2 separate regions of the Sus scrofa genome follow, and region 2 is linked to region 1. The links are chromatin contacts, called in public Hi-C maps. All regions are on one chromosome and are shown on one strand. The core of a region is the stretch at or near the end of the contact, and the rest is flanking DNA. Distances in the headings are between cores, read along the strand shown. Region 1 overlaps ABL1 (tyrosine-protein kinase ABL1). Region 2 overlaps ABL1 (tyrosine-protein kinase ABL1).

The links. Hi-C and Micro-C count contacts between places; a contact is called where the count stands out from the background.
Region 2: a contact with region 1 is called in a Hi-C map of retroperitoneal adipose tissue, with 1.9 times the contacts expected there. The contact joins two enhancer-like sites. A contact is called at or near these places in 8 of 47 Hi-C or Micro-C datasets (adipose tissue, embryonic fibroblasts, epiblast stem cells and 4 more) and 1 of 2 datasets of contacts at active chromatin or transcription factors (skeletal muscle).

What each region holds. Positions count from the first base shown.
Region 1 is chr1:270,798,561-270,801,462 of Sscrofa11.1, forward strand. All of the region lies in intron 2 of ABL1 (tyrosine-protein kinase ABL1), which reads left to right. Among named protein-coding and RNA genes, the nearest start is that of ABL1, 38 kb to the left of the region's middle. Within about 2 kb of position 1,416, at least 19 of the 83 cell types and tissues checked have an H3K27ac peak or open chromatin away from gene starts, as enhancers often do. A contact at or near this core is called in adipose tissue, fetal skeletal muscle, retroperitoneal adipose tissue and 1 more, where this site is marked.
Region 2 is chr1:270,866,180-270,869,081 of Sscrofa11.1, forward strand. The region is part of intron 2 of ABL1 (tyrosine-protein kinase ABL1); the gene reads left to right. Among named protein-coding and RNA genes, the nearest start is that of QRFP, 50 kb to the right of the region's middle. Within about 2 kb of position 1,537, at least 21 of the 83 cell types and tissues checked have an H3K27ac peak or open chromatin away from gene starts, as enhancers often do. A contact at or near this core is called in adipose tissue, fetal skeletal muscle, retroperitoneal adipose tissue and 1 more, where this site is marked.

The DNA of each region.
Region 1 (2,902 bases), core at 166-2,665:
ATTAATCCTGCTGAGGAAGATTAATTAAGGCTGCATGGTATAACGGTTAAGAATGTAAGCTCTGGGGTCAGACTAGCAGGATTCCAAAATTTTGGTTCTACCACTTATAAGTTGTGTGACTGTGAGCTAGTTATATTCTGAGTCTCAGTTTTCCCATCAGCATTAGTTATCTCTTTCTGCATGACAAATCACCTCAAAATGTAGTGGCTTAAAACAACAAAAATGTATTACCTCACAGTGTCTGTGGGCCAGGAACTTAGAAGTGGGTTAGCTGGCTGGTCCCAGCTTGTGGTCCTTCCTGAGACTGCAGGCCGGATGTCAGCTGGGGCTGTAGTCATCTGACAGTTTGACTGGGGCGGGAGGGTCTGCCTCCACGGAGGCTCACCCACAGGGCTGGCTAGGTGATGCTGACTGTTGGCAGGAGGCTTTAGTTCCTCACCCCATGGACCTCTCCATAGGCTGCTTGAGTGTCTGCAGAGCAGGCAGCCCAAGAGACCACAAGGCAGAAACCGCAATGTCTTTTATGACCTGGTTGCAAAAGTCACATTGTCATTTCTGCAGTATCCTGTTGGTTACACAGGTCAGCCCTATTCCGTGAGGGAGGGAACTAAACAAGTATGCTGGGCATCACTGGGGAGGCCATACGGTGAGCATCATAATGGTACCACATCTTTGGTTTATAATGAGGATTAGGAGTTCCCCAGTGGCTCAGCAGGTTAAGGACCCAGCAATGTCAATGCTGTGGCTCTGGTTGCTGCTATGGCAGGAGTTTGATCCATCCCTGTCTGGGAACGTCCTTATTTTTAAATTTTTAAAATTTTTGCTTTTTAGGGTCCCACCTGCAGCATATGAAGTTCCCAGGCTAGGGGTCAAATCGGAGCTACAGCTGCCAGCCTACACCACAGCCCAGCAACGTGGGATCCGAGCTGCATCTGCCACCTACACCACAGCTCACAGCAATGCTGGAATCTCAACCCACTGAGTGAGGCCAGGGATCGAACCCACAACCTCACGAACACTAGTTGAATTCATTACTGCTGAGCCACAGTGGGAGCTCCCATGGTCTGGGAACTTCTGCATGACATGGGTGCAGCCAAAAAAAAGTTTACAGTGAGGGTTAAATGAGACGACACATGTTAACTGAGTGAGGGAAAGTCCAGGTACATAGTGAGTACTCCAGAGATCTGGGTTGTGGTCGTGTGTTGTCATTACCACTGCCACCACCTCCTCTGCCAGCCCAAGTAGGAAACGAACCTAACATAGTGGGGTTGAGGGAGGGCAGGAGGAGGAGACATTTAAGCCAGGACTGGCCCCGGGAGCAGGCTTTGGAGAAGTAAGACCATTCCAGGCCAGGGGACAATACATGTGAAAGCCCTGAGTGGCAGGCTGCCCAATGGAGAGGGGATTGGCCGTGAGGGGGCAGAGACCAGGCCACACCCAGCTGCAGAGGCCAGGATGCATCATCACTGTGTTCTTTGGGGAGACTGTCTTCTCTGGGAACATAGCTGAGTTTATCCGGAAATGAGAGGAGAAAGTCAGAGCCGAGCGTTCCGGGTTGCAGTATCCTGCGCAGTGAGGTTCTTGTGTGCCTGGTGTGTCCCCAGAGCTCCTTATGTTGCTTTGCTCTTTACCCCTGGCGGGAACAGGGGCCTCCTGGTTCAGACGGAACTCTGTCGCTAACCTTCCACATGTTAACGGTTCCTCTTCCAGTAGAGGGACTGACTGCTTTTCTTTTTTATCTCAACAATATATTTGGTTTCTTTAGCAGGATCAGATTCTTGTTTTAACGAATGTATCCAGAAACCTTGGAGGAAGTCTGTACAGATTTCCTGTTCTTGTGCTTGTTATGTGTAGGGTCAGTATTTTGTGTTTTGTTCTCCTGACACCTTGTTAGGATTGATTGGATCATTTCAGAGGATACAGGTAGACTTCAGTGGTGGGCTTAGTGCCTGCCTGCCTAACCAGCCACCCCAAAGTCTGAAGTTCCCCCACTCCTCTCCTTTTTGGCCAGAGCTGTCCATATTTAGAATTTGTTACCTTGCCAGGGTGATTTTTATCCTTAAATATGAATGATATGCTTCTCTCTGGACTTTGTAGGCCTTTCTGAAATTATATGCAGACATTTGTATGTTCATGTATTTTTTTGTTGTTGTTTGTTTTGTTCGTGAAAAGGTCCCTGGCCTTTCTTGGTTTCTTAAGGGGTTGTTAGAAGTACACGGTGAGACTTCGGCGTGGTTGTGATAATGCTGCAGCCAGGAGCCCGGGACGCCTGTGTGCTGCTCACCTCTTTCTCTGCAGCGTTCTCGCAGGAGGAGGAAGCCGCACAAACAGCCCGAGTGGCAGGGTGTGATAGATGCGGCCGTGCCGTGGCATATCCTGCTAATCCCCTGTTCACGAGCGCTTATGTTGCTTGCAGTGTTTTCCCCAGGATCTTCTTCCTGCACCTTTTTGTATGTTCTATTCTTTTCTTCGGATAAGTTTCTCCAAGTGGGATTTCGGCATCAGAAGATGAGATGGTTTTAAAGCCTTTAGCTGCACACCCTGAGTCTATACCTCGCCCCCCTGGGAGGCGTGTCCAGGGAGTGAGTTCACCTGCACACTGGCAGTGCCCACAGCATCGATTTCTCTCTCTAAGGAGGAATCCAGTCAGCCTGCGGCTGGGGGCCGCCAGTCCACCCGACAGCCCCTGTTCCTGGTCTGTCTCGAGGTCCCGGAGAGCCCTTTTTGTTTTCTTTTTCACACCATAGTTTAATGTTTTAACAAATGTTGACATTTTTGAAAGTTTTCTACATCTAATAGGGCATAGGCAGAATAATAGTCTGGTCCGTGTCCCCGGTCCTGGCATGGTCTCGGCTTGGTGGAAACAGCATTTGTCAGCAGGAGTAGGTATGGAGACTGTCAC
Region 2 (2,902 bases), core at 287-2,786, 68 kb after region 1:
TTTATTTCTTTTTATTTTTTAAAGATTTCTCTAGAAATCCACTTAATTTATTGCCTATAATGCCCCTGAGTGGGAATGAAAATGCGTTTATTTTAAAAGAAAAAGGCGTAACTTGGACTTTACACTTGTTTATGGCAGCCCCCTTTCTGGTCCCTTCTCACTGTCAGATGACTGGTGTTCTACTGCGCCAAACCTGTAGGGTCGGAGGCGTGAGCTTGGAAGGCGCTTGGGGTCTGGGATGGAATTCAGAGGCTCCATGTCCTTGGGTAGAAAAGCAGGAAAACTTCATTTCACCGACTGCTAACAGAAAATTAGTATTTTATTTTTTAAAGAAGGTAGGACACCAACCACAGTAATATTAGCAGTACTTGCGACTGTGTCGCCGTAGAAATCAGGTGTCTTCAGGCCATAGTGGTTGTGATTATTGCACTCATCACGGCTTTGAAATGACAGCAGCTTCTGCTGGAGCTTGTCACTCGGTGTGTTAATAAAGAGGCGTATGTATGTAGTTAATGCATTAATGAAGAAGCACTGTATCACAAACTAATTTTTTAAAATGTTTTGAGGGCTGTTCCAATCCAGTTGTTTTCTTTGCAATGCTCAGTATTTACCTGATGCATTTACAAGCTTTATCCTGAGGAGAGGTCCCCAGGCGTCACCAGAGGGTCCACAGCGTGGCACAGATAAAGACCCTGATGTCTCAGGCTGGCCTTGGATCCCTGTGCTGCTCCTGCATCCCTTTCCAGGCACGTCTTGTTTGGGGTCCACCTCCTCCCTCACCCTTCCGAGCTCCCTCCGCTCCGTGTCTCTGTCCTTATAAATCCATCCATGGGACAGCACTTGTCTTCCGCTAGAGTTTTGCTCGGAGGGCATGTGCATTTTCATTAATGGCTTTTTTTCCCCACAAGGCACAGAGGCTGTGTGACGATGCCTCCTTGCACCACTGCCATGTCGCCCTACCCCTGCTCCCCAGCAGCTGACACCATGGTTTGGGGTTCTGGGAACATTCCGTTCATTGTGAGAAGTTAATGCCAGAGCTGTGTTCAGCTAAACTTGTGTGTGTGCATAGTTTTAACTGCTCTGGGTGTAGATTACAAAATAAAGGGCTGTGCAGAATGTAGATAAAATGACTTTCATCAAGTTCAAATTGTGGGAAATAATACTTTTCCTCTAAGCTCATATTATAAAAAGTTGTATTAGGCTGTTATAAACCGCCTTGAGAATAGTCTGAGCATGATCTCATCGGTTGGATCGGAGCACGAAATAAAACACGAAGCCTTCCCTCTTTTTCGAAGGATCTGTTTTATAGATTTTTAAATTGCAGAGATTCCTCGAACTAGAGGATAATAGTAAAGGGCCCGCAAAGGAAATACGAATAAAGCAACAAGGGTTTAAATAACCAAATGTGAGCAAAAGTAAAGGGACTGTCGATCATGTGTGACAAGCACGTCTCTTGCACTGCCCCCTACCTCCCGCCCCCCAGCTGTCTCCCGAGAGCCTGGTGGACAGTGATGACTGCCAGTAATGACTGCTGGCTGCATGGCTGGCTGCTCCGCACTCTAGAGGGCACTGTGACCTTGGGCACAAGCGCCAACAGGAAGGTGGGACCCTTCCCAGGGATGTTTTTCCTGGAGTGAAGCCTCCCCTCTGCTCCCCTCTGGCCTGAGGTTGCATCTTGCCTTTTCCAGTTTGTTTTCTTTTTTTTGTTTTTCTTTTTGCCATTTCTTGGACCGCTCCCACGGCATATGGAGGTTCCCAGGCTAGGGGTCGAATCGGAGCTGTAGCCGCTGGCCTACACCACAGCCACAGCAACGCGGGATCCAAGCCACGTCTGCGACCCACACTGCAGCTCTCGGCAAGGCCGGATCCTTAACCCACTGAGCAAAGCAGGGATCGAACCCGCAACCTCATGGTTCCTAGTCGGATTCGTTAACCACTGCGCCACAACGGGAACTCCATTGCTTTTTCCAGTTTGCCAGTGACGGCTTCAGCAGGGCAGCAGCCCCTGAGGGTATAGACCAGGTGTGTGTATTCACCTGTATGGTGAATATTTTGTAAGCATTGCTGATCCGTGACTCACAGCTTTAAGAAAGGGTTGTTTTTGTATAAAATGACCTTTAAATTGTGCTTTAAAGACCCCAGCTGTTTTCTTAGAATACTGTCCAAATAAGTTAATCACACACAGATCCAGTGAATTCTGTGACATTGTTCTTGCAGAATTTTCAGTTTGTTATTCTCATAGTTGGAGGCATAGATTTTTAGAGATTCAGAAGCCTTTTTTAGATATCACACTTCTTGGTACTCAACTGGCTAATTATTGACTTTTCCTGAGTTTTGTTGGTAAGTGGAAACCTCTTCAGTAACAGTTTAGTGAAATAAAAGAGTTTTCAATGAAATGAGAGGCTTTTCTTTTTCTTCTTCTTTTTTTCTTTTTCTTTTTTGGCCACCCCACAGCATATGGAGTTCCTGAGTCAGGGATCAGATCCAAGCTCTAGTTGCAGCCTACACCACAGCTGCAGCAACACTGGATCTGTAACGCACTGGGCCAGGCTGGGGATTGAGCCTGCATCCCACCACTCCAAAGAAGCAAGCCACCCAATCCTGTTGCCCCACATCAGGAACTCCAAGAGGCATTTTTGAAGATTTAAATCTTTTTTTGTTTGTTTTTTGTTTTTCAGGGCCGCACCCACAGCATACAGAGGTTCCCAAGTTAAGGGTCAAATCGGAGCTACAGCCGGCCTACACCACAGCTCATGACAACGTCATATCACAAAGCCACTGAGTGAGGCCAGGGATCAAACCTGCAACCTCATGGTTCCTAGTTGGAGTCTTTTCTGCTGCGCCACAACGGGAATGCCAAGATTTAAACCTTAAATATTTAAAATGTAACTCAAGGAGTTCC